3 separate regions of the Mus musculus genome follow, and regions 1 and 3 are each linked to region 2. A link is a contact called in public Hi-C and HiChIP or PLAC-seq data. All regions are on one chromosome and are shown on one strand. The core of a region is the stretch at or near the end of the contact, and the rest is flanking DNA. Distances in the headings are between cores, read along the strand shown.

Region 1 (4,669 bases), core at 1,637-4,136, 140 kb after region 2:
GAAATGCCAAATCAGGAAGGGAGCATGTCAAAGTGTGGCGATGACAGTCAGCCATGTCATCCCTTTAACCCCATGCAGCATAATATACAACAGAAAAATAAATATAAGCAAAAACATCTTGCTGAGAGAGAGAGAGAGAGAGAGAGAGAGAGAGAGAACTGTATCTTGCTTATGAAAGTTTTTCATGGAAACAATTCACAGGAATGAAATGATTTTATTAAAGTGAAAATCTGTTTATGGAAAACAGATTCTTAGTGAAACAGCTATCGGCCTATCTATTCTATTGTAGTTTATAATGACATGTGTAGAATTGGTTGTGTCTCATCGAAGCAGCTTTAAATTACATCTCCAATTCTCCAAGTGTTGCAGGTCACCCACAGTGAGCCTCCTCCTAAGGCTTCTGGCAGGTTCAAGAGTCTGTGATTAATCAATAAACATTAGTTGATGAGGACCGCACTAATCCAAGCTCCCAAGAGGGTGTCAGAACCAGACAAGGCATGGCCCTGTGCTCTTGGAGAATCGAGTTGAACCCAGTGATTTTTCCAGCTTCTTAGAAGCTGAATCAATTCAGCTAAGTGACTTCTCATGAGAGCCATGTTATCACTGGGCAGAGCCAAGATAAACCCGATGGAATCTGCACAGACCACACAGATGTTCACAATCACCCTCACAGGAATGTTTATTCCAGCGAACCAAACTGTCATGTAAGGGCAGTCTGCGTCTAGCGCAGCACGTGTCTCACATTTTCTCAGCTCACACGGTTCTCCACAGCTGTTAAGAATCTGGATTTAGGGTTAATCCCCATCCAGGAAGGATGAGGTTTAAAACAAGGGGTTAAAAGAGTGAAGACAACATTCCGAGAAGGGAAACATAAAGAGACAGGTTCTTGGTCTGGGACTAAAACAACAAGAGGCACAAGGAATGAATATTTTGTGAAACATGGAGAGAAAAATGCAAAATGCTCATTTTTGTCTGTCTTCTCTTTGCCCCTGCTCACTCCGGGCTAAGCATCTAGCAAGCAATCAACAAAGAACGGAACTCGCTCCAAAATCCTAAGAGCAATACCACTGCGGGAGGGGTGCAATGAGCTAAACTTCCTTTGGTGGAGTTCAGAGCTGCTTATCAGAAAGCAGGTTTTCTGAGTCCCACCCACCCACAGAGGCTGAATCTGGAGAAGCAGCGCTGGACCCAGGAACCTACATCCTTAGCGTGTCCCCCAAGAAATGTGATGAACTTACCTTTGTAATGGATCCCGTCTTCTCCAAAGGGCACCTGCTGGTGTGGACTGGTTCTGCTAAACATTGAAGACGATGTCATAACCAAGAATTCCACCCTGGACCCATCCTGCAGGTAGCAAGCTTAAGAATGTTCTTCATAACCACAGGGGACTAGAGGTGTTTCCAAGTGAGTCCTAATTAGATCAGGGAAGCAGAGGCAGGAATAGTTCCAGAATGTACCCAAGGGCCAGAGCTAACCTGAGTATGACCAGAGTCACTGTTGATGTCTAGTCCAGATATCTTTTCTTTCTGCCAAGCCACTTCCTCTTTTCAACTTTACTTTCACTAGGTTTAAAAAAATAATAGCTGTCCCCAAGCAGCCACAGACAAATTTGTGTCACATTCCCAGCTTCTGATTTGGAAACAGGAGGGAAAGAAGGCAAAGAAGTACGTGAGGTACTTTACAAAGATTTCTTTAAAAGTAAAATGAAGCTGGGGAGATGCTGCTGTCAGTAAAATGGCTACTGTGTAATCACCAGGACCTGATGTCAGATCCCCAGCACACAAGTGAAAAGCCAGGCATGGGAACACACACCTGTAATCCCAGCATTGGAAACAGAGGGATCCCTGGAGCTCACTGACTACAGTCTAGCCAAACTGGCAAACTCCAGATTTAGTGAGCAACCCGGCCTCTAGTAATAAGGTGCAGAGAGTGGTTGAAGAAGACACCCAACTTCCACCTCTGACCTCTCTCGATATATACATGTATATGTGCACATAGGCACACATGCATGTACACAGGAACACGGTAATATATGCATACATAAGTATTTATAATGCAGATGCATACAGGCACAGAAGTAATTATAGTCTTAGAAAATTAAACATTAAGATTAACAGAATGCTCCATAGCTTTATAATGGATTTGGCAAATTGAAAAATATTCACAAAACTTTCCATGGAGAAAAATATCATTACAGCATGATTCTCCTATTGCCCCAATTTGCATACATTTACTCTCTCTCTGTCTCTGTGTGTGTCTGTTTCTCTCTGTCTCTCTGTCTCTGTCTCTGTCTCTGTCTCTGTCTCTCTCTCTCTCTCACACACACACACACAGGAGGGAGGGAGGGAGGGAGGGAAGGAGAGAGGGAGGGAGGGAGGGAGGGAGGGAGGGAGGGAGGGAGGGAAAAGAGAGAGACAGAGACAGATATGCATAGGCTAGTTTTCCTGCTAACCCATTTTCAGCCATTGTTGTGAGGATTAGAGTTTGGGTTCATTTCTTCACTTCCGCTGATTTTCCTCCAACAAATGTGCCTCACTTGCATAATAGCTCATGTTTTTAAGTAAATGGAAACAGCTACTCCCTGCTCCCTATCTACCCTAAGTGCTAAGCCTCAGGAATCTGGAACATCCATTTGCCTGAGGGATTGTGCCCAAGGGACCAAACTCATGGTAAGGCATGCAGCTTTCTCCTCTAACCCCACCTCTCCCTATGAATGAAATACAAGCCCAGGATTTCTTAGCCCAGCTGAGTAATCAGTGACGCAAGGGTGACAAGACATGACTCAAAAAGACAGAGAAAGTAGCGTCACTGTGCATGGCCCAGGAAGTTGCCTCAGTCCTCTCACTTGGAGTTCCAGGCGTTTAGGGGTCATGGCTTCTTCCTCTATGCTCCTTTTCTGGGTATGAAGCAGCGGCATGCAGGAAAGCAGTGGTTTGTGGGGAGGTCTAATGACCACAGTAAGCCATACCACAGTCAGTAGTCACATAGACTGACCCAAGTCTGGTAGTCAAAACAAGGAGCAGCAGGCAGGGGCATAGCATAGGGAGGAGGATGCTAGGATTTAGAGTTTCTGAAGCATGTGACATCTGCTATTCTTCTCTTCCTGTCGCCTATTGCTCAATAGTTGCTAAATAAAAGAGCAACCAGATAGGGGTTTCAACTCTGTTGGGTGTGCTCACTTTTTTAGTCATACATGTGGCTTATGGCTGTTGGGTCTTCTTTTGAATGCCCCCCAGAGAAGTGATTTGCTGCCTCATTTTAGAGAGCTGTACCAGTTTTTTGGTTTTTTGCTAGTTTGTTTTTTTGTTTTGTTTTGTTTTTGTTTGTTTGTTTGTTTTTTCCAAAACAGGGTTTCTCTGTATAGTCCTGACTGTCCTGGAACTTACTCTGTAGACCAGGCTGGCCTTGAACTTAGAAATCTGCTTGCCTCTGCCTCCCAAGTGCTGGGATTAAAGGCATGCGCCACCACACCCAGCGAGCTGTATCTGTTTTAAAGAAGAGAGTTTCCTTATTCTTAGAAGTGTGGCCCTTGCAACTGAGCATGTATACAAATCACTGAATTTAGGGTGGGCCGAGGAATTTGCATTTCTCTTAAGTCCCCAGAGAACTGAATTATGTTTTAATATAAAGACTTACATTCTGCATTCTATCCAGCACCACACACTGAAACTACTGATTTCCAAATACCAGTTTAACACTGACTATTTTTCTCTGCTTCCTCTTCATTCTCAAGTCCTGTAGGGAAAAGGCAGAATGCCAAAAAAATAAAGCAATACACAGATGCAAAACAAACAGACATATGTGCGCACACACACACACACACACACACACACACACACACACACATCTCTCTCTGCCCTGGCTTTAATATTAGGGAACACAGGGCAGGTCCTTTTCTGTTTTGTGTTCAGTCTTTTAAACCTGTGGGTGTGCCTCTCATGTCTTCTTTGGCTTTTCTCTTACCAACTGAATAAACAAGATAGGAAGCCATGGCCCAAAGACAACATTTTCTCTTCTGAGGTCCCAGCATACAGGATCTGTGAGCAGAGCTCAGACCACTTAGCAGGCTTATGCTACCTTCCTCACACTGAGGTCGGGTGAAGATGAAGATGGGGTAGCCTGTGCATCCATAAGCTGCACCCAACTTCCTATTAATGGCTTCTTATTTCCACACTGTGACTCCCAAAGGTTCCCATGAGGATAGGGTTGGAGGGCTGAGATCTTGTGGTGTAATCCTACAGTCCATCCCACGAGACCTCAGAATCAACACAGCTGGAGTCTCCCAGCTTTCCATTCGTGTGGACATGTCTGTGCTCCTAGACAAAATGTGCATGGACTGTCACCTTCTCCTACTCTGATAAGGAAGCTACTCATGGAGAGGGACAATCTGGGAGACCAGATACATGTTTTCAGGAGTCCCTTTCAGACATCCTCTGTGAGTCAATCTTTCATGGGAGAACTTCATCTAGATCCAGGTCCCCAGGTGGCAGGCTCTCTGAGGACAGGATTTGTCTCTTACAGTTGCTGAGAGCCCAAGACACAGCTCAATTCAAGGTCCAAGTTATGTGTTCTCCACAGTAATTGAGAGAAGCAAGCTTCACCCCATCTCTTGGAGTCGTAAACTTGACTCTAAACAGCAACATTACTGCAGTTTGTGTCTCTGGCCTCA
Region 2 (5,061 bases), core at 1,792-4,291:
CCTCGCTGGAACACCTCTTCGGTTAAATCGCTGCCATGGGAGCTGGGGACTTTACTCAGCAGCAGAGCATGTGCCTAGCATTCAGGATCTGATACCTTGGTTGGGGTCTGAAATCTGGTGCTGAAAAATAAAATCTGTAAGTGTGCCGGGATTTCAGTTCACATTTCTTTCTCTCTCTCTCTCTCTCTCTCTCTCTCTCTCTCTCTCTCTCTCTCTCTCTCTCTCTCTCTCTCTCTTTCTCTCTCTTTCTCTCTCTCTTTCTCTCTCTCTCTCTCTCTCTCTATGTCTCTATGTCTCTGTCTGTCTCTCTGTCTCTGTCTCTGTCTCTCTGTCTCTGTCTCTGTCTCTCTCTCTCTCTCTCTCTCTCTCTCTCTCTCTCTCTCTCTCTCTCAGTACATTGAGTTAATGGACAGCCTTTTATCTCCACTATCCCCATACCCCATCAAGCTACTGGCTTTACCCAAAGAAAGATATGGTCAACTGCTAAGTGTTCTTCCAAAAGTAATGTGAGGAGAATTCAGCCTCACCAAAACAAACAAACAAACAAACAAAAAACCTTCATAACCACAGACATCCGAATGGCTTTTATTTGTGTGTGCTCAGCTGCTAGAGTTCAGTCTAGATAAAATTGAATGTCTGTTTTATCCTATATTGCTTTACTATCTGCCTGATTTTCTGAGTGCCTCCCATTATACTAAGTACTTTGTTCCAGACATTGTATTATTGCTAAAAATTCTATCTCTTATATATATATTTTTTATTTCTCCACTAGAAATTCTGCATTTTAAACTATGAGCATATTTTCCTTTACAATGTGGAGTATAGTCTCAGTAAGACTTCAGCATCCACAACTGTAATTCCAGTGCAGGAACTGGCATTGTGCTCTCAGATGTCATTTTCCTTGTTCTCTGTGTATTGAGAATTTGCTACTGTGTCCAGAGCAGGGGAGAAGTCAATCACAGTCTTTGAAGAGTGCTAATGTTCTTTGTTTTAAAATGATAGTGATCTGGGGATGCTTGCCACCCTCACAACTGTGTGCAGCTCCGAGATCTGGCAGAGAGGTAGCAAGGCTTACACACAGAACCAGGACCCCGTTTTCCAAAATGTCTTCTCAGATTGTACCTTTCAGTCACTCTGAACTTTGGCATCTGGTTTTTCAACCTAGGGAGAAAGCAAATCATGACATGGAGTTTTATCCTTCTGATGGCACAGGCCAGGCCTTCCCTATCTCCCCACATTTTCCCGAAGATGAAGCATAACTCCGAAAGGACAAGTTATGGATGCAAGGTTAAAGCAATAGCTGGTAAATGTTTCATCCTAAAATCATACCTAGGCCAGTTCCATACATTTTTTTAGGCTGGGGCACAATTCTCAGCTGGAATCATTACCCTAGTGTGGTCTTGAGACAGCCATTGTAAGCCTGTTCTGTGCATCAGAGAGCTGCAAACAAAAGGCTGGTGCTCAGAGAGGACCAAAGACCTCTTGGACCATGTTGCTGAGGCTCCTACTCTTCAATTTAACTGGAAAGCAAAGAATTCATGGCAGTGCTGAATGACCGGACAACCCACGGTTTTAAGGTTTGTATCATAGTGGGACAGAACACTCCACAGAGCACCTAGAACAAAACAACCCCCCTTGACTAGCAAGCTGCTAACTCACAGCAGGGCACAGAGGCCTCCTCTATCTCCCTGGTCAGAGTGAGCCCCTTTCTTCAACTTGGAGCCCAGCACAGGGGCAGACAGGAGCATTGGCTGTACAGGAGTCCCTAACAGGCTTACATGTCAATTTCACCAGGCAAGGAAAAGAAAGCCAGGACCAGGGTTGGGGAACAGCCATACTGGGGAAGTTCCTGAAGCCTCCTAGCTTTGGTCAAGAAATGATTCTACTTTTTTGGAAAATCACATAATCCAAGTTTTCTGGGAGATTGCTGCATAATGTGTAACTAGTGTAGTGGTTGAAACTACGAACCCCAGTTTTCTGAGTTCCAAGTCCATCACACTGTTCAACTGTATGGTCTTGAAAGAATCACTTCACTGCTGAGTGCCTGTGTTTCCTTGCCTGGAAGATGAGGATTATAATAACACCCACCACTGCAGGAAGAAGGCGTTGGGCAATTAACTAAGTTACAATTGGAGTCTATTTAGAACACTATCTGATGTAGAAGCCATGGAGGCCATGTGTTAGCCTCTCATTGTATCAGCACTGCCTCTAATGCTATACATACTTCTGATGCTACTTCTTCCTACTGCTCTCTTACTGTAGATGTCACTGTCACTAGATTGGATGCTGCTATTAGCACAATTATTCTGCTGTGGCTGCTATGCACTACCTCTACTGCAGTGCTCTTGTCATGCCTACTGCTGCTCCTACTATTGCCTCTGTTACACAAATTAAGACCTAAAAGGCTAATATTTGGAAAATGAGAGTTGTTAGGTAGGACATGGGTTTGTTCAAGGGCCCGCAATATTCAAAAGAGGGACAGGGAGAATGTCTTCACAGACCACATTCAGAAGGCTCACTGTAGCAAAGGGCTCTTATAGGGAGGAAAAGAGGAAAACTACCCAGGGATTCTCACTCAGTGAATGTCTCCTTTCTTTTTCTCTGTCCCAAGCAAGGTACAGGCGCTAGATATACACTAATGGTAAGGTAGGTGATTTGTGTTAGTTGACATAACTAAAGTCAAAGGAAGGTCATTACAAAGACAATTAGAGGTTCTGGGCTCTGAAAATCTAAAGTTGTCATCTTCTTCACCTTCTTCACTGCTTGGGCATGGCTTCTCTGTGGAATTTGAAATGCTAGAGGTAGCCTTCCAAAGGATGAAGAAGGGAAGGGGAAATGAAGGATGCTTTCCCAAGCTTCCAATCAACCAAGTCAAATCTGACTCAACAGAGTCTTAGATTACCTCATCTAAGTTCAGGATTCCCAGTTGAACTTTAACATTAGACAAATAAGTGACTCTTCAGTTTTAGTATGTCCTGTGGGTAGAGGGTGATTACCCTCTGGAAAACGAGAGACTTGCATGCATTTCCTAAAGCCTTAGTCATTGTATATTGTGAAATGTAAACCTGATATGGTGTATAGGTCCACTGGAAGCCTCTGTGGCCTATGAATGCTAATACACTCTCTGTTTGTCCCTGTCCTGGCACTCTGGGCTGCTACCACCCCTGGAAGGAGGCTATGCTTGTGAGTCCTGTCTGTCTAAGGGAAGCCTTGAGGCTAGGTTGACTAAAAGTTGGCTAGGAGGACTCTGGTTCATCTAGAACTACAGGACAGCAGAAGGGAAGAGGAGTGACAATAATAGAGCACTAGACAGGAAGAAGACACTTAATAGAAGAGTAGTTTCAATGTGACCCTGGGATCCTCGGGAGCACAAATGGCATCAGAATAGGTCACTCAAAAATGTCTAATAGTTACCAAAGGAGGCCTGTTTTTCCAGTTGTCAAAGTTTCCCAATAAGAGTTTATTTACAAGGCAGCCAAGCATGATGAGGCAAAATCCTAAGTCCCAATTTCACCTTCCTGAGGATAGGGTTTAGGGTGATTTGTAAAGGAACCACACAGGGTGGAATGAGGCTTGAAAAATAAGGGGAAGTGATGTCATTATGGCCCTTGAATGCATAGTCAAGCTGCATGGCTTTTAATGAGATGGTGAGGAGATACAGGATGCTCTGAGGGTGACGTTTGAGCCCTCTGACCTCACAGGTCATAATATCCATGTCTATAAGTCCCATATGAATGGGATGAAGTTTTGGCAACTTACAAGTTCCTAGGAAACAACTTGAGGAACTGTGACCATCTTGACTTGGCAGGTGTTATGAATAGTATGTTGGAAGTCTGTTGATTAGAGGGCAAATTTCAAAACTGATGATAAAGACAAAACAAAGCAAAACCAAAAATCCTAGAAATGAGCAAAGGTGAAAGTCTACCCAGGTTTCCCCCTGGCTTCAAGGTGTGACAGTGGAGAGCCTCCCATTGCCCTTTAAAACAGAACAGGGTGTTGTAGCTGAACAGCAAGCTCTTCTGAAGGCATTTCCTCTGGCTCACTACATATTGTTTGGAAGAAAGCCCTAGCAGTGATCTGCCCATCTGATGTCCTCGGAAGCCCTCTGGATTCACCCAGAGATTTCAGGACACTGCCCAGTCTGTATGTTCAGAATTGTTTCATTGTATTTGGCTCTGCACAATCTGTACATGTCATTTTAGCAACTACAGCCATAGAAGAGGAAGATCATTAGAATAACACCCATTATCAAGTACTTGGTGTCTACAAAGTATTATCCAGATCTATACCCAGTAACAATACCAAGAAGCTGAGAAAAGATAGCTATCTTCATGATGAAGTGCAAACTCTTGGCAGGACAGGAGCCAGAAAGGAAGGGAACTTGGTGCCTCCCCAGCATCCCACTGCTTTACCCATGGCATCAAAGGAGAAAGTGTAATTGTTCTGTAAGAAACAGACTAGTTCTAGCTGTAAAATAGACACTGTGGATAGATTGAAGTCCATAAAAAAGGGCATCCAAGATGGTATGCAAGGGGGCAATAGCTACCAGCAGACTCCTGGAGAGTTGAATAAATAAAGAGGTTTCTCCCACTTTCTGAGAACAGTTTATCATTTATAGTCATGGATTCTGAATCCTCAGCTTTAACAAAACATGGGTGGGAAGTATCTAGGAAAAATACCCTCGTGGTAAATATGCACAGACTTTGACTTTGTCCTTATCAAATTTCCCTAAACAATATAATAACTGTTTATAGCATTTGCATTGTGTTAAGTGTTGTAAGCACCCTCCTTATGTTTCTTGACTTTGATAGTTTAGCTTCTTTGTTCACATGTTTGTCTCACAATAGGATCTTGATATGCAGCCTTAAACTCACAATCCCCTGCCTCTACCTCCCAAGTGGTGGTTTCACAAGCAATGTGCCACCATGTATGGCTTGATTTTGATATTTTTAGAGTATTGTTTACTAATTTTGTATGGCATCTGTTGGCATAAATGTTTTTCAACCTTCTTTTAATAAGGGTCTGTCATCTCCTCTAGCCCATTACCCAGCAGAGGTAGTG
Region 3 (4,692 bases), core at 2,134-4,633, 180 kb before region 2:
AGAACATATTCCATCTTTTTAAAAAGATTGGTTTTTTTATTTATTTTCATTTCAAATGCTGTCCCCCTTCCCAGTCTCACCTTCACAAACCCTCATCCCATCCTGCTCCTCTTTGCCTCTATGAGGGTGCTCCCCCACGCACCCACCCACTCCTACCTCACCCCTCTAGCATCCCCCTATTCTGGGGCATCAAGCCTCCACTGGACCAAGGGCCTCCCCTCCCATTGATGGCATATAAGGCAATTCTCTGCTACATATGTAGTTGGAGCCATATACCCATCCATGTACACTCTTTCTTTGGTGGTTTAGTCCCTGGGAGCTCTGGGGTCTCTGTTAGTTGATACTGTTGTTTTTCCTATGGGGTTACAATCCCCCTCAGCTCCTTCAGCTCTTCCCCTAACTATTTCATTGGGTTCACTGGCTCAGTCTGATGGTTGGCTGTGAGAATCTGTATTAGTCAGGTGCTGGCAGAGTCTCTCAGATGACAGCTATATCAGGCTCCTGTCAGTTAGCACTTCTTGGCATCAGCAATAGTATCAAGATTTGGTGTCTGCAGATGGAATGGATGCCAAGGGGGTTCCTCTGAAAACTGGAAATAGTTCTACTTAAAGACCCAGCTATACCACTACTGGGTATATACCCAAGAGATGTTCCACCATATAACAAGGACATGTGCTCCATTATGTTCATAACATATCCCATCTTGATCCTTTATGCCCTACCAGGTGACTCATTTAAAAACTTATCAAATATTTACTGGCCATATTCTATGTGCTGGATAGCAGGCTGAGCACAGTGGGGTCTCTATTTTTGCAGAGAATGTCACCAGGCCTACTATGATACAATGTACCTTGTTAGGGGTAATTTTGGAGAGTAAGGGAAATGGGAGAATATACCAAACTCTATCATGGAGAATCAAAAGAAGCATCCTAGAGCAGAAGAGATTGTGATGAACACCAGACCTAAGGCTTGAGAGAAGCTAGGAATAAGATAAGGGTGTAGAAGTTAGGGAAAGGAAGGGCTTACCAGGAGCAGGGGATACTGTGTATAAAGCGTTGGGCTAAAGGGAGCAGGACACTTGCCTGTCACAGAAGGAACCTGTGAGTGTAGCCTTCAGAGACAGATGAACCTCAATCAAGAGGGCAAGTGATAGCAGAGATAGAACCTGGGCTACCCCAATGCCAGATCAAAGAAGCCACACTATAGTCACCAGATGGAATAAAGTACGATATGGTTATCACAATGCAATGAGAATTGGTAGATGCTTGATCTAGAGGTGGTGGCAGCAAGGGATGTGGAGCTGATTTTAGAGAGAGAGTAGAAGTGCTAGGACTTAGAAATAGTTTGGTCACATTTATGCTCTCAGTATTGTGGGCCATTCCTAAGGAGAGGAGCTGTTTTGAAGCTCAGAGCATTGGGTTTTATAATGGGAGTTTTCAGAACATATGCATGTGCACACAGCTACTGGCTCAGTAATGAGAAGAGAAATCATTGTGCCTCTCATTGGCCATAACATCCATTTGCTACCTCATTTTCCTAGCAAGTAAGCACCCATCTTAGTCTGGTTTATACCACCACAACAAAAGCTCCAAGGCTGAGGATGTTATAAATAAAAGAGGCTTATTTGGCACACAACTTTGGAGGCAAAAATACCAAGATTTGGGTAGTGTGGGTTTCTATTGCTGCGGTGGTACACCATGACCAAAGCCATTTGGGAAGGAAAATATCTAATTGGCTTACACTTTCACACCACTATTCATCATCAAAGGAAGTCAGGACAGGAGTTCAAATAGGGCAGGAACTTGGAGGCAGGAGCTGACGCAAAAGCTATGGAGGTGTGCTGTTTACTGGCTTGCTCCTTATGGTTTCTTAGCCTGCTTTCTTATAGAACTCAGGACCACCACCAGCACAGGGGTAACACCACCCAAATGTGCTGGGCTGTCCCAAGTCAACCAGTGATTAAGAAAATGCCTTACAGACTTGATCTTACGGGGTCCTATCCTTAATTGAGGCGCCCACTCCTCAGACGTCATTAGTTTGTGTCAAGTTCGCATAAAACTTTCCAACACAGGTAGTATCCTATGTTTAACCTCTGGTGGGGGACAACATGGCCAAGGAAGATGGTGTCACCCTGGGGTGGCCAGCAGTCTGTATGGATATTAGGTGTTTCTTCTCTTAAGAAGAAACAAAGAGCTAGTTAAGAAAGCCCAACATGCTTTGCAACAGCATTTTTGGAAAGTAACCAATATAAATAAATCAGTAAATGTAAGGGACCTGTATCAGCTCAAGACACCCCAAGACCAAGTTCTCAGAACAAAGGAAATTTATTTCCCCCAGAGGAACAAAGAACGGGGAATGAGGCAAAGACAGGAGAGAGTAGGTGGGCAGAGAGAGGGGGAAGGGAACAGAAAGAGGGGAAGGGTTATTTGTCCCCAGAGTGGGGAACAAAGGACTGCCTCATGATAGATAGAGAGGAGAGAGATATGCTTCGTAGGAAAATGGCAGTTCATAAGGTAAAGGAGGAAACCTGTGTTAGAATGAGATATTTAATTTTAATTGGGCATGTTACTTACGGTACCAAAATGGGGCTTCTGATTTCTGGTCTTCAATGCTTCTATAGCTGGACCTTGGTAGTTAGCCTTAGGAGAAGGATGTGACCAAATTAGGGAATAGAGCTTGGTGGCCATGTAATCTAGCAATTGTAGCAAGGAATAGAGAATGGGGGAGGGATGAGGTCTCCCAGGACCATATGTGCCATGCTCAAACTGGCTAGAGTCCCTTCAGTCAATAAGTAATTTAAGAAGGTAAGCATGGTTCACTGACACTCTTTTATAACATATGTGAAGAGAGACAAAGGCTGGCATGCCACTTGGAGACATAGCAAGATGTTAGAGAGAAGCTACAAAATTGCACCAAGAGGACAATGAGTGAGCAGAAAGACTGATGTGGGCAGGATCAGAGGCAACCTGGAGGTAGTGGAAAGGAAATATGTTCGGGAGGTGAAGAGGGAGCAGAAGATAGTAAAGAGACTTCCCAGTCCATCAAAAGGCAGTGGAGGAAGCAGGCCTGTAGTTTTTCAGACTGCACGGGTTGACGCTTGGCCACTGGCCACCCATCTCTCTCTTTCTACACACCGTCATGTGGCAATCTGTTGTAGAAACGAAGTGAAAGCGGCAGCCCAACTCAGCCCTCCTTTTCCTAAAGGAGCCTTTAGGAGAGACCAAGCAGATGGGAAGAAATGTGTTTGTCTCTTTCCTTTCTTGGACTGGACGTAGCATAATTGCCTCTGACTTCCCAGGGCATGAAAAGCTCTCACATTCCTCCCTAAAGGCCAAGCCATGGGCAAAGGCAGAGGCCACCCCTGGGAATGTTTGTGTTGTTAATTTTTTGTAGTTGAATCATATTGACAAGATTGTTTCCAATTGCTAAAACATGGTTGAGTAGTTCAGTGTCTTGGGGGAGGGTAGCATTTTTCTGCAATGACATCACATGGCTGTGTCACCAGTTAAAGGGCAAAGAAAATAAAGCAAGCAGTGAATTATGTGCAATTAAAAATGTGTATTTCTTCCAAAGTTGATGAACTATGGGGAAACAAGGTTGTTGTTACAGGAGACTCACGATGAACTTTACCGTCTAGCAAGTGATGGTCAGGAGCATCTCTTACAGCACAACCTCAAAACAAAAACAGTTCTGTTCTTAACTAGCATTTGTCATTTAGCCTAAGTGGGTTTTTGAGGAAATGTGGAAAGCTATAGAGAATTGAGACACACACGCAGGAAGAACACAATGCCAGAGGTTGGGAACGATACCACATGTCCAAACCATAGTTATATCCAAGCACCTTCTCCTGGGACATATTATATTTGTTGGGTTTGAGCTGCTTAGGAGGATGTTTTCCCAAGAACAAACATGTACATTGAAGCAGGAATGAGAATTAGTCCACTTGGGAAATTTTCTCCCAAGAAGCACACACACGCATACACACACACACACACACACACACACACACACACACACACACACACCGAGATTTAAGATTTCTTGAATTGAGCCCCACTCTTGCACCATGGGTTCTGAAGTTTGATCAAAAGTTTGCCGAGTGATAACTATGCTAAGGCTCATTTCTTTGGAGATACAAGAGATACGAGAGTGGAACAAAGATGGAAAATAAGAAAATGCTGGAAGAGAACCACATGATCCTCACTGTACAGTGGAAAACAGAGTAGCCTGGGAAAGGTGGAAATTGCAGGGTATGAAAGGATTGAAGGAGATGGTGCCACAATGTTAAATGGTCAAGCAGCTACTCCTGGTAGGTGACACCACTGTGATCCATGTTAACTACCCCCACCCCTAGTGAAAGGTGGCCACTAGTAACTACGGAAGTTTTCTGTTGAGTTACTTTTCCAGATAAATATTTCTAGAGTTGTTTTGTTTTCCAGATTTTGCAATAAGATGCTCTACTTAATTTTGCCCCAAGCCTACTGGCCATTGGCTACTGACCACCCCTCCCATCCTCTCCTCTGTCACCTTCACTGGTTTCTACCAGTGGTTTCTTTGTCTAGTATAGGCAGAATGCCATTGTCTCCTTCCTTCTATATGATTGACCTGTCTGTCTCCAGCCAGTCCTTAGCTTTTAATATCACATAAAAGTTAATGAATTCTGAACTTGCATCTCTGACACACCCTTTTCTA

The links. Hi-C and Micro-C count contacts between places; a contact is called where the count stands out from the background. HiChIP or PLAC-seq counts read pairs in DNA pulled down with a chosen protein or histone mark.
Region 1: an H3K27ac HiChIP or PLAC-seq map of the NIH/3T3 cell line shows a contact between it and region 2, with 3 times the contacts expected there. The contact joins two enhancer-like sites. A contact is called at or near these places in 12 of 39 promoter capture datasets (the 3T3-L1 cell line, the C10 cell line, the HPC-7 cell line and 8 more), 2 of 15 datasets of contacts at CTCF or cohesin (large pre-B cells and pro-B cells), 20 of 484 Hi-C or Micro-C datasets (B cells, the HL-1 cell line, the HPC-7 cell line and 14 more), 4 of 115 datasets of contacts at active chromatin or transcription factors (the HPC-7 cell line, the NIH/3T3 cell line, embryonic stem cells and 1 more) and 3 of 9 other capture datasets (adipose tissue, embryonic stem cells and liver).
Region 3: a Hi-C map of adipose-derived mesenchymal stem cells shows a contact between it and region 2, with 1.4 times the contacts expected there. The contact joins two enhancer-like sites. A contact is called at or near these places in 1 of 15 datasets of contacts at CTCF or cohesin (the NIH/3T3 cell line), 2 of 484 Hi-C or Micro-C datasets (adipose-derived mesenchymal stem cells and cerebral cortex) and 1 of 115 datasets of contacts at active chromatin or transcription factors (embryonic fibroblasts).

What each region holds. Positions count from the first base shown.
Region 1 is chr2:148,519,400-148,524,068 of GRCm38.p6, forward strand. It overlaps Gm46770 (a long non-coding RNA gene), which reads right to left. Exons shown (of 4, transcript XR_001783504.1): 4 at 1,239-1,294. Among named protein-coding and RNA genes, the nearest start is that of Gm46770, 40 kb to the right of the region's middle. Within about 2 kb of position 2,887, at least 136 of the 459 cell types and tissues checked have an H3K27ac peak or open chromatin away from gene starts, as enhancers often do. A contact at or near this core is called in the HL-1 cell line, the NIH/3T3 cell line and embryonic fibroblasts, where this site is marked.
Region 2 is chr2:148,375,995-148,381,055 of GRCm38.p6, forward strand. Gm39957 (a long non-coding RNA gene) reads right to left here. Exons shown (of 3, transcript XR_866841.1): 3 at 336-1,161. Among named protein-coding and RNA genes, the nearest start is that of Gm39957, 13 kb to the right of the region's middle. Within about 2 kb of position 3,042, at least 20 of the 459 cell types and tissues checked have an H3K27ac peak or open chromatin away from gene starts, as enhancers often do. A contact at or near this core is called in the HL-1 cell line, the NIH/3T3 cell line, adipose-derived mesenchymal stem cells and 1 more, where this site is marked.
Region 3 is chr2:148,194,453-148,199,144 of GRCm38.p6, forward strand. No RefSeq gene overlaps it. Among named protein-coding and RNA genes, the nearest start is that of Gm36597, 26 kb to the left of the region's middle. Within about 2 kb of position 3,384, at least 51 of the 459 cell types and tissues checked have an H3K27ac peak or open chromatin away from gene starts, as enhancers often do. A contact at or near this core is called in the NIH/3T3 cell line, adipose-derived mesenchymal stem cells and embryonic fibroblasts, where this site is marked.